Regions from separate parts of the Sus scrofa genome. Here regions 1 and 3 are each linked to region 2. A link is a contact called in public HiChIP or PLAC-seq and promoter capture Hi-C data. All regions are on one chromosome and are shown on one strand. Each heading gives the region's core, a stretch centred on a gene start, on an enhancer-like site or on the middle of the called end of the contact. The rest is flanking DNA. Distances are from core to core; before and after follow the strand shown. Region 1 holds the start of BRIX1 (BRX1, biogenesis of ribosomes). Region 2 holds the start of LMBRD2 (LMBR1 domain-containing protein 2). Region 3 holds the start of NIPBL (nipped-B-like protein).

What was found. Promoter capture Hi-C pulls out the DNA fragments that hold promoters and counts their contacts. HiChIP or PLAC-seq counts read pairs in DNA pulled down with a chosen protein or histone mark.
Region 1: an H3K27ac HiChIP or PLAC-seq map of alveolar macrophages shows a contact between it and region 2. The contact joins the promoter of BRIX1 here to the promoter of LMBRD2 in region 2. A contact is called at or near these places in 2 of 5 promoter capture datasets (fetal liver and liver), 2 of 47 Hi-C or Micro-C datasets (heart right ventricle and skeletal muscle) and 2 of 2 datasets of contacts at active chromatin or transcription factors (alveolar macrophages and skeletal muscle).
Region 3: a contact with region 2 is called in a promoter capture Hi-C map of liver, with 4 times the contacts expected there. The contact joins the promoter of NIPBL here to the promoter of LMBRD2 in region 2. A contact is called at or near these places in 2 of 5 promoter capture datasets (fetal liver and liver) and 2 of 47 Hi-C or Micro-C datasets (fetal liver and skeletal muscle).

Annotation. Positions count from the first base shown.
Region 1 is chr16:20,510,460-20,514,196 of Sscrofa11.1, forward strand. BRIX1 (BRX1, biogenesis of ribosomes) reads left to right here and starts at 1,822. Exons shown (of 10, transcript NM_001244824.1): 1 at 1,822-2,015. The coding sequence starts at 1,842. It overlaps RAD1 (cell cycle checkpoint protein RAD1), which reads right to left and starts at 1,713. Exons shown (of 8, transcript XR_308376.3): 1 at 1,579-1,713; 2 at 859-1,123.
Region 2 is chr16:21,460,456-21,464,369 of Sscrofa11.1, forward strand. LMBRD2 (LMBR1 domain-containing protein 2) reads right to left here and starts at 2,467. Exons shown (of 19, transcript XM_021076992.1): 1 at 2,120-2,467. It overlaps SKP2 (S-phase kinase associated protein 2), which reads left to right and starts at 2,815. Exons shown (of 10, transcript NM_001171755.1): 1 at 2,815-2,830; 2 at 3,332-3,603. The coding sequence starts at 2,823.
Region 3 is chr16:22,150,613-22,154,911 of Sscrofa11.1, forward strand. It overlaps NIPBL (nipped-B-like protein), which reads left to right and starts at 1,857. Exons shown (of 47, transcript XM_021076592.1): 1 at 1,857-2,282.

The sequences.
Region 1 (3,737 bases), core at 572-3,071, 950 kb before region 2:
TACCATGAAAATAATTTTTGATTACCAAGAAAAACCTCTTAAACTTTTTCAACTGTGATTCATTAGGTGTAAGAATGATTTTGGTCCCATGCAAAACTTTATGAAAGGTCCTTCATCTAGCTTCGAGGAGCTAAACTATCCCCCACCTGACTCTCCCTTGTCTTCTCTGTGTGCCCATAAACTTGGCTAAGGTTATTCAGACACTAGTCAATCAGACAATGCACGAGTGATACTGGTCTTCAGCTTCTTTTGAGGACAGAAACCATGTCTTATTTATCCCTCTATACCCAAGGTCATACCATGCACTTAGGTGTTCCAAAAAAATTCTGAACTAAATCTGAAATCCTATCTGAACTATTCAAATATTACTTTTAAGAGTAGATTATACTATAACCAATAAAAGGGATTTTTTTTTTTTTTAATCATAGGGAGGTAGTGGTAAAGGGCATATGCTATGGAAACAAATGTCCTGGGTTCTTATCCCAATTCAGCTGCTTGCCAGCTGTAGGACTGTTGACAAATCACTTAACAGTGTCTCAGTTTCCACATACGTAAAAATGAGAATAATAACAGAACCTACATCAAAGACTATTCTCTGAGGATTAAATGAGTTAAACATATAAAACGCTCAGAAGAGTGCCCGGCCTATAGTTTAGCTTAATATATTCTAGACATTATTATTATTATTAACCATTATCTCTGTTAAACAAGATTGCAGAAGAATTTGTTACCAGGAGAGAAAAAGAATTCAAGTAATGATATTTTGCTCTTTAACTTAAATGATATCAATTAAGACCTTCATTGTCTGGGGTGAAGAATATCACTAAGTCCCAGGCTTAAAGGTGACTACTTTCATACCTGAATAAAAGCATTTGCTTGCACACACTTTGCATTTTCCACTGTGACCTTGATTCCATTTTTAGTAGCGAAACAGGTGGCATGTTCTCGGAAATGAATAGCCTTCAAGATAGTGGAGAGATTCCTCACGTTGTCGAGGCTGGCCACTAAACTGTAATCACTCTCATCTGGGATCTGTTGTGTTAGGAGGGGCATGGTTCACTGCGCATTCCGCCCGGAGAGCGGCTCCTGATGCCAACACCTGCTCCCGCTGGTCGCGGAACACCTGATGAGATCAGACAAACTCCCGTCAATGCTGGCTAAGCCCGCGATCTCAACCTGCGCTGAGCCAAGTGGAAGAGGCCTGGACGGTGAACTCGACCGACCAGGGATTGAACCCCACTTCTGCCACTTAACTGTCTAACTTTGGGGGAAATTATCTCTTTAAGCTACGGTTTCCTCGTCTTCAGTAAGACGACAGTAACCATGAAAAACTGAACGATGAAAACACCCAACAACAACAACATCATTCTACTCGGGCCAGCTTCGCCACGCCAAGATGAGGCTGCGTATCACCAAAGAGTCGGTTTTGAGCTGTCCACGCAGCCAACCTCGTCCCTAACAGACAAGGGGTGGGGGTGGTCCTCGGATCCTCCAAAAGCCCCAGACAACGCGGCGCACCAACCCGCCGCGGGACTGCACCCGTTTACTAGTCTCGATATGCCAAGCGCCCAAACCCACCTTTGGGGTCGGGACGCAGCTCCCTGGCAGCCGGGGAGGAAGTGGAGCGGCTCCCGCCACTTTTTCAGACCCGCCAGCCCCGTCAGCACCGTCACCACAGAGATAGACAAAGCCTAGAGAGTCTGGCATCCGGTACCACAGAGACCGGAAAGAGGCACCTAGAGCTGGAGGACTGCCGAGCCCAGCCCCGGGACCATAGAGATGGGAAAGCGGAGCGAGCGGCGCAGCCGGAAGGAAGGCCCAGAGAGAAGCTGGGGAGCAAGATGGCGGGAAGCAAGATGGCGGCAACCAAGAGGAAACGGCGTGGAGGCCCGGCTGGTCCGGCGAAAAAGCTGAAAAGAAGCGAAAAAGACGCCAAGCCGCCTGCTAAGTCAAGCGAGGTGGCAGAGGAAGCGGAGGAGGAAGATAGAAATCGTATTCCGGGCCCGGTTTGCAAGGTAGAGTGGGCTCTGCGGCCGCGGCTCCGCACGCCTTCTCTGAGGCTACCTATTTGATTATGGCTCTGCGGGTTTCGGAGTTTCTGAGGTGTTCCTGGAGGTCGTTTTCAGCCCTTCCAGCTGGACTGGCTACCAGGTTTATAGCTAAAGCTTGGACACATGGCTGCCCTCCTGGAGGCGCGGGCTGAGCACCTGGGTGGGCTTCAGAGCTTTTAGAGGGTCACAGAGAAGCGACTTTGAGGGTCTTAATTCCAGCGTTTAGTCTTCCATTTACTCCCCTATTGTTGTTGTTGTTGGAGAGTAATAGTTTTACCAATTAAAGTTATTCCTCGCTATTGAGTGTATCCCTTAGAGTAATACTTCCATATACCGACATAGTTAGGTATGGTTAGTTAGGAATCCTAAAGCTTGTTATGTGGCCCTTTAAAAAGTTCCTTTTCTTGGGATTGTGAATTTGACTTGCTTGATCTCGGGGTAATGAAAGCTAGACAAGATAACGTGAGCTTTTCTTGTATTCATGAAGTTTTAACGTGCCGGGCACGGTGAGAAGTTAGGTTTCCCCTGCCTTGGGATTGCAAAACTAGAATGTGACCACTTCAGTTTAGAAGGAAACTAGGAACTTATATGTTTTTTGCTCAAAACAAGGTGAGCACAAGTTGCTGCTAACTTTAATTCGACTGAGAGCTCCTTAAGCCAGGTCAAATATTGTGGAGACTAGAGTTAACATTTGTTTCATAAACTTCTCTGTCGACCTTCAGCTTTGCCAGATCTCTGTTTGACACGCTAGCGAGTAATAAATGACCCTTAATGGTTTGGTGGGGTGGCAAGCATTGGGAAAGGAGTGAGCTTTGAGGAATGAAAGATGAGCTTGAATTGTAGCCCTGCTCTTAACAGGGACGTTTTGAGCTCTTTTCTCACCTGCAAATTGAAAGGAAGAAAATATGATTTGCTTTTTATGAAAAATAAGCAGACTTCTGTTAGATTTTCAGTAAATGTTAAGCGTTCTCTTTTAGGAGCTAGAAAAAATACGATAAGGATCTATGAGTTGAGTTATAAATGAAAATTCTATTTAAATGAAGAAGATAAATATTGCTCTAGAATAAACAGGTTAGGGATTATGAAGGATTTGATTTAGCCTTTGAGCTAGATCCTAAGGTAAGAGCAAAATTCTGATTTTCAGAAAGGGGAAGGAGCAATGCAAGGGAGAGGCGGAAAGGGGAAGAGAGAGGGAGAAACTGATCAAAGACGTTGAAGTATACAAAGTGCTGAAAGTTTAAAAAATACAGCCAAGTTGGCTAGGGTGTAAGGTTGATTTGGGACAATAGTCAGGTAGAAAAAGTTAAGCAGGTGCTAGTCTGCCATATCTACTGGAGGAGCTCCTGGATGGGAAGACTAGCATTAAGGAGATGAGGAAATGATGTGAGATTTTAAGAATCTGAGTGAAGGCAGTATCAGTAGAAGATGATTAAGAGTTGTTGCTAACAGAAGTTGACAGCATTTACTAGTGCTTATGATATGAGAGAATAAAGGAAAGTGGAAGATTCAAAGTGTGGGGGATTGAAGTGATGGTGACATCATCAGAAAAATAAATAGCAAGGTAATTTACCAGATTTTAAAGTTTGGTATCTGAAGTTGAATTTGAGGTAAGTCAGCTTCTTGGGTATTAGGGCCAGAAAGAGTTCCTTACCTTTATGTAGAGTTGACAGTTGAAACTGGGAATGA
Region 2 (3,914 bases), core at 1,217-3,716:
GAAGCTAAAATATTTCTGTTGCCAGGGCAAATTGTTAGTGAAATATCTGTTTTAGAATTTGAAGACTTTGATTTTCAAAGTTGACAGACTCTCTCTGAAGTCCTATAGAGGTCACTGTGTCCACTAATTCAAATATTTCAAGTATTCTCAAAACTACAAATGTTCCTTAGCTCTCAGGCGACTATTAGCTAAGTTCTAGTACAAGGCTATTTCTCATCTTTAAGTTTGAAATCACCCCATCTATTAGACCTTTTTATCTATAAGATGTATACCTAAAGTAGCCTCTCAATTACTTCATATCAAAAAAAAAATTTTTTTTGGCCTTTTCTAGGGCCACACCCACTGCATATGGAGGTTCCCAGGCTAGGGGTCCAATCGGAGCTGTTGCTGCTGGCCTACACCACAGCCACAGCAACGCCAGATCCCAGCCACATCTGCAACCTACACCACAGCTCACAGCAAAGCAGAATCCAAGTCACATCTGTGACCTACACCACAGCTCACAGCAACACCGGATCCTTAACCCACTGAGCTTGAGGCCAGGGATCAAACCCGAAACCTCATGGTTCCTAGTAGGATTTGTTTCCCGTGCACCAGGACAGGAACTCCATATATCAAAACTTTATATCTCATTCCTTATTCTCATCATGGAATTTTAAATATTTTTTCTGGTTTATTCTTTTTCCTCTTTTAGCTTATGAGCCCTCTCTGTTCACTTTCCCAAAGGAGACAATAATTTTTTTTCTTTTTTTTTTTTTTAAGGCTGTACCTTTGGCATATGGAGGTTCCCAGGCTAGGGGGGCGAATCAGAGCTGTAGCCACTGGCCTACACCACAGCCACAGCAAAGTGGGATCCCAGCTGCATCTGCAAACTACACCACAGCTCAAGGCAATGGTGAGGTTTTACCCACTGAGCGAGGCTAGGGATTGAACCGAAACCTCATGCTTCCTAGTTGGATTTGTTTCCGCTGTGCCACCATGGGAACTCCCAATTTTTTTTTTGGTTAAAAATATTTCCTCTGAGTTGCAATTTTAAGGGAAAGGGTGTTGATTTCAAGCGAAGGCAACTGCTTTCTCCTTACTCAAAGTAACATAGAGATTACTTTATGTAAAAAAAATCAGAATAATTGCATTTAAAGCTATTTTCCACATAACATTAATTTCACTAATTGTGAACATTTAGCCTAGTATCCTTCACCTAGGTTCAATCAGAATCAATCTGTGAACAGATCCCTTCTTTATACCAATCTCACCTACTTTTAAGAACAAACTAAAGGTTCATGAATGCCTTCCTCTGTCAAGAGGTGGTTGTTTTTCAAGCGAAGCACTAAGCCTAAAACAAGCACATACCCTGGCAAGGGAGGTTTAATCCCAGTATAAAGAGAAGTTTTTTTGTTTCTTGTTGTTCAAGAAATAAGAAGGTATGCCACACAGCATACTGAGGTAACATTCTAATATTTTTGTGATGACGCTGACCTGCTTACTTCTGGGCTTTATAAATCCTCTCCACTTTTATTAGAGTTGGATTTTTTTTCCCCTTCTCTCTCTCTCACCCTGTTTTCCCAGGGTCACAGTTATAGTACAGTTTGCACAGTGGATTTCGCCCGGTCATCATACTCGGAATATGGCACGCTCTCTAACCATCTCCAAACTCTTCTCCGCGGAGGTAGGCAAAAGCAGCCTGCTTTTCAGAGATTAGGCAATCAGCAGCAGCCGGTCGAGAGAGAGCAACCGATAGGCTTTGTTAGTGGCCCCTAGCGTATACGGATACAGTCATGCTAGTGTTGTAAGACTGCTCAAGGCTGCAAAGGGATGCTCAGCTTTGCCACTGCGGACAGGAACACAGCGGTCTCCTGATCCCCTAAAATTCAACCACCACCTTTGACTCAAACTGCGCCTTCACTTACAAAATGCTCTCACTCATGTTCCTCTGGTTTGACCCTGACGGCGGCAAGATGTGAAATAATCCTTCGTTGCCATAGTGCCTATTTTACAGATCAGGAAAGGATCTTGTCCACAGACCCAATCCTAAGGGCTGCCCTCTCCCGGATGGAGGAAGCAGCTCCCGGCGGAGGGGTAGACACAGGCAGGTGTGACGCCCGCGGCCGCAACCTCTCACCTGGCGGGCGGGGCGGGCCACTGCCTCCACTCAGCGGCCAGGAACGTAGGCCCCGCGGCGGCGGCCTCTCGGGGTCTCGTGGGTCCCTCTCTCGCCGCCTGCACTTGGCCCCAGATCCCAAAATGTCTCAGGCTCTCCCCCCTCAGGCTCACCGTCCGATCTCGCCGGACAGATTCCAGAAGGACCTGGAAACCCCCTGTCCGCCACAGCCGTCTGGGGTCTGGAACCCACGCTCTTTGGCGACGGCGGTGGCTGTCACCAGAAGGCCTAGGGGTTCCCGGGAAAAGAAAACCTGTCGCCCGTCAAGCTGCTGCCATAGCCCGGTCGGCTGGAGCACCGCCCACTTCCGCCTCCCCGCCTACCCTGTGGGCCGTCCAGTGCCGCAACCGCGGGGGGTTGTGGGTATATGGAAGGCGGGGAAAGCTGCGAGGAAAGGAAGTAGTGGCGAGGCAGCCGGATTGCCAGGCAGGGAGAAAACTACAATTCCCAGAAGGCAGCGGGGCCGCAGACGGTAGCGGGGAGGAGAGCGGGCAGAAGTTTTCTGCGCGCGCGGTGGGGATGGAACGTTGATAGAGTTCGCGGGTCTCACTGCTGGGGGCTGGAGCCACACGCAGTGCGCCGCCGCGCGCCAAAGCGGGAATCCGGGAGGCGGGCACCTCTGCAATTAATGCACGCGTTTAAAACTCCCGAACCTGCGGACGCCATGCACAGGTAAACCGTTTGCAGAAAGGGGCAGACCGTGAGTGGACCATCTTAATTCTTTTAGGCCGCGAGTTTTGCTACTTCCTAATATTGTTTGTAATGCTGCAATGTGAATGGTTGCTTAACCTCCTCTTTGGGAAAACGTGGATGGGTGGATGCTTTAGTGCTGTGATCAGCGTGCGATATTATTTGGCTTCCCTTATTGGGCTTTTCTGCTCCTGTTTTCAATCACTGTATAATTGCCCTCTTCTTATCTGTTCCATCCACTTTGAGACATTCTTGAGGCCTTCTGCATGATCGTAAATCAAAAAGCCTTTTCGATTTGTTCGGTGTGTTTGGTTCTTTTTTCTTTCATTCTTGGGAACTCGCCGCCGGCACTTAAAATGCAAGTTCAGTTAGCTGCTGTGAGCGTTTTCGGTAATGCATAAGTTGCAGCTTCCTTTAGGCCTGTTTGGAATTATTCACGGGTGTGTTTTTTAAAGGAACGGGGGCTATTGTGCTTATCTGCAGGAAGCACCTCCAGGAGATTCCCGACCAGAGTAGCAACGTTACCACCAGCTTCACGTGGGGATGGGATTCTAGCAAGACTTCTGAACTGCTTTCAGGCATGGGGGTCTCTGCCTTGGAGAAGGAGGAGGTGGACAGTGAGAACATCCCCCAGGAACTGCTTTCAAACCTGGGCCACCCGCAGAGCCCTCCGCGAAAACGGCTGAAGAGCAAAGGGAATGAAAAGGACTTTGTGATCGTCCGCAGACCTAAGCTAAATCGAGAGAACTTTCCAGGTAAGGTATGAGGGTCAAACTATCGGTGCAGTAAGTGGTAGCTTGAAATATTTTGTTGGTAAACCTTTGTTTAAGGATCATTAGGATGGAGCGCTTTTAAAATTGCCTAATTTTGAAGTTATTTTCCAAAGAGATGAGAAAATTCGTTGCTTTAGAAGTTAACAGAAATGTTGGTAGCTGTATATCTTAAGATGCACAATAGACTTTGAATCCAGGAGAATCCGTTCCTGCCTTTCTCTTTAGGAAGGACTCTGCCTGGTCTAAGGCCAGCTTAGTGCCACTGACAAATGAGAACAAAGAAATGATCCTTT
Region 3 (4,299 bases), core at 607-3,106, 690 kb after region 2:
GTGACTCAGGAAGAAAGCTAACTTGCCCAACATGAATATGATCATATAATCTAATAATGGACTGTCCACTAGCAAGCCCATTTACAGAAACCTAAAAACAAATAATTATCACTATTTTGAGGGCTTCTGGTGTTGTGGAGGGCTTTCAATGTCTAGAAGTAGTGTGTTTTCCTAGAAGTTTGTAATAAACTTGCATTTTTTTCCCTAGTATTTTTTGTTTTCAGAAATCTTTCATAAAGTTCTCTCACATACCCATGTAAGGGACAGAGATGGGAAGTTAGTGTGTGTGGCGGGGGGGGGCCGCCAAGGCCCTTATAATTGTCATTCATTAACCAAATATTAAGCATCTACTGTGTGTGTAACATTATTTTCTCCCTAAAACATCAGTGGAGAAAAACAAAACCTCATGCCCTCCTGGAGTTTACTTACATCATTCTCCTAGGAGCTTCCTCCCCCCTTCCCCTCCCCACCGCGCGCACGGCCTTGGGGCTGCGGTCAAAGCTTTGGCTTTTACTCTCAGCTAGATGCCGAGCAATTGCAGGGCCTAGAGTAAAAGAGCGACAAGATCCGATTTAATCCTTTGAGAGATTTTTGAGGCAGAAGGAATAACCTGTAGGCAAATTTTCCTATTTACTTTTGGCGTAATGGTACACATACAAATACATAAACAATATAATTTACGTACGACTCAACGAAATGCAGAAAAGTATACCACAAATTCCGTCCTATTTGAGTAAAATTCTCTTACCTATGCACTTTTTACCTGAAGAATAGCCCCCTTGTAATTTACATTAGTAAACGTTAATAGTGAACTGCGGAACGATAAAGTTAATTCATGTGTTTCAGTAAGAGACACAAAGGGCGCGGTACACATAATCGCATCTGTTCTCCAGCCTTGGCCAGTGGTACCTCACTGTTTGAAACGCAAAGAGGAAAACGGTGTCTGAAATCGGCTGGCCCCAGGCCCACCCGCGGCCCGCATTCCGCCGGCTCTCGTCGCGCGCTCGGCTCCACCCACACCTAGTGGGGGGCGCGGACTCGCGCGCTCCGGGCCCGCTGAGCCGGCTCCTGGCTCGAACAGCGTCGCCTACAGGCCTTTATCCCGACTGTTAGGCAAGAGCCCAAACCGCCGCCAACAAAAAGCAAGACCAGAAAAGACCACATATTTCCAGAAATAAATGCATCATAAACGCGACTCCAATTCAATCCAGCTGAGAATCTTCTTCTCCTCCAAGGGGTGCGTTCTTACTCCGCAGAAATAATGCAGAGACGGGCGTAAAGTTCGGCCTCTCAGAAGGAGAGAAGGGCGTACATTACGATACATCCATCCACCCGGCTGCAGGGAAACCATTTAAAAAATGCACGGTAGCCGTCGGATTGCGGGCGTCCTCTATGGGGCCGCCCCGAGCTCGGCTCCCGAGAGCTAATGACGAGCAGCTGCAACGGCGTGAGCGGCCTACGAGCCGGTCCGGACCTGAGCGCCCCCCACGCACACGACCACCACCGAACTCGGGGCCCGCTCCGGTCGGCCTCCAGGAAAATAAAGAACAGGAAGACCCGGCCCGTCCGTGCCGCAGCGAAAACGCCGCTACGTAGGATCGACAATAAAAGGCAACATCCACAGCCGCCCTGAGGAGGAGAAAGGCGCAGAAGAGAACCACCGCCTGCTCTCTGCCGGCTGCCGGCCGCCGCCGGGCCGGGGTGCGGTGCGGAGAGGCGCGGGCCGTGCAGTCCGGCGCGGCCGAGGACGCGAGCTGAAGTGGTGGCGGCGGCGCGGCGGTGGCGGAAGTGGAGTGGGGAAGAGGGGGTGGTTGTTAGTGTTTGGCGCCGGCGGAGGGAGTCATTCCTGCAGCTGCACTTCCGGTCGGCATTTTGTTCTGCGAGGGAGAGACGGAACGAGAGAGAGAGACACACACAGGGCTCCTTTCCCCCCCGCCCTCCCCCCCTCCCTCCGTCGGTACCGACTCACCCGACACCACCAAGCCGCAGGGAGGGACGCCCCCGCCGACAGGAGGATTGGTTCCCGGGCCGGCGGCGATGCCCCCCCGGTAGCTCGGGCCCCTGGTCGGGTGTTTGCGAGTGTTTCTATGTGGGAGAAGGAGGAGGAGGAGGAAGAAGAAGCAGCGATTTGTCTTCTCGGCTGGTCTCCCCCCGGCTCTACATGTTCCCCGCACTGAGGAGACGGAAGAGGAGCCGTAGCCACCCCCCCTCCCGGCCCGGATTATAGTCTCTCGCCACAGCGGCCTCGGCCTCCCCTTGGATTCAGACGCCGATTCGCCCAGGTAAATTCCTGCTCTTTATTTCGGCGGCGGCGGCGGCGGCGCCAGGTCCTCAGCGTCTCTCCTCCTCGCTCCCCTCCCGGCCGTTTCCTTAGCGGCCCCAGGTCTCCTCCACGGGCGAGTCTAGAGTTCGCTCCTCTCTGGTGGCAGCCGCCCTGGGTGGCGGTGGTTTTGTACCCTCTCCCGGCCGGCTCCGGTGGCGGGGACTGGGCTCCTGCCGGGCGGCCGGGGAGGCGTAGGCCCGGCGGAGAGTGCAGGCCGCGGGCCAGCGGAATCTACTTGAGCTCGGGGATTAGGAGAGCTCCGGGCTGAGCGGAGCTACTGCTGGTCGGTGACAGGCCTCGCCCGGGAGAAGAGCCGTAGCTAGTGAGGAGGCGGAAACAATACAACTAACAGCAAATGTGCCCTGATCGTCCCCATATTTACAACTTTCCTGGTCCGGGAGTGGGGAACGTCCCAGTGAAACAAACAACCCCCCTTCTTCCCCCTGTGACCCCATGAAGGGAGGAAGTAGTTTCAGTTAGTGAGACAAATGTAAATACTCAGACACGGATCCAGTGGTAATTCTTTTCCTGTGTAAAACTTGTTTGGACGTTGGAAAGTTAATAAAGACTCATTTTCTTTTTAAAAAGAATTAAATCGTCCACATGAATATTTAATACAGAAAACCATAGTGTGGTAGACACTACATATGACCTCCCCAACCACGCAGAGAGCTTTTATGTTGTTGTTTGACAGTGTGTTGCACATGGACTTTTTATTCAAAGACAAGTATAAAGTACTTGACAGGTTTATCCTGCCACTTTATATTTGTGTGCGTTATATAAGGACAGTTTTAAACGACTTTGCATGAAACACTCAGGTACTTCCTGATCTAAACGTGTAGAAGCTTAGAAAGAATTTTCAATGTTCTGAGAATGGTAGTGACATACAGGTACAACCAATTTTCTTAAAAGGGTAGAAAATAAGTTATGCTTAAAATCCCTGGGAGGTTAAAAAAAAAAATGTACAAGGTGCCATCCTTTCATGTCAGGGCAGATCTTCTTGAGGTCCCAGGATTGCCATTGGCTGTTTGTGCCCATGATGTTTGACTGTGTAATGAGAGAGGTGTCATTTTAATAGGTCAAATGTATCTGTAATGCTGGAGAAAAATACCAGTTCTATCTTAACAAATTCTAGTTCACAAGTAAGTTAAGTGTATAGAGCTTATTTATGGTGGCGTTAGTAGTGTAGGTTGGTATAAGGGAAAAACCAATTTAAAAGTCCTCAGCCATACAAATTGCATAGAAAAATAAATGGACCTGGGTTGGGCTATTTTGATACTTTGTCTCATATTCACTGAAGGAAAACTTTCATTGGTTAAAATGAAGCAACACTGATCAACAACGTCCCTTGTTTTATTAGTGGGTGTTACATATTTTGTGTCTCATTAGATATTATTGCCATTGTAGAATAAGGAAGTTTTCTGAAGATTACTTTTGAGTTTAGCCCTCTGCTTAAAATAAATTGTTGCACATTTCCTGCAAACGTATGAATAAAGTTAAGAAGAGTGAAGTTAATATAGCTGTCACGTACTAGGCATGTTTTTAATGCTATAAATCCGTGTAGTAGTCAGTAGCGTGTCCGTGATTTGTATTGGTCAGGGAGCAGTTTGAATTTTAAAAAGCCTGAAGCTCCTGCTGAGCCCCAATCCCGGCCTCCCTCCCTCCCACTAATCTCCCATTCCTGTCTTTGTGCTGCCTGCTCCTGTTAGACACTGTTTGCTACAGGGCCTCAGGCCTACACTGGGTGGGGGGCACGCGAATGGGGGCTGGGGGGGTGGGGGGGTGTAGAATACCGAAGGGAGGGACTGTTCACTTCTTAAGCGGAGGGTTTGGGGGTGGGGGTGGGGTAAGGGCTTCAATATAAATGTTTAAAAGGCCCTTATATGATCCTGTGATTGTCTTTACAACTTTTATTTAAATATCATAGACTATGTCAAGGGATGAACATACTTCTACTAAAGGTAATGGAAAGAGTT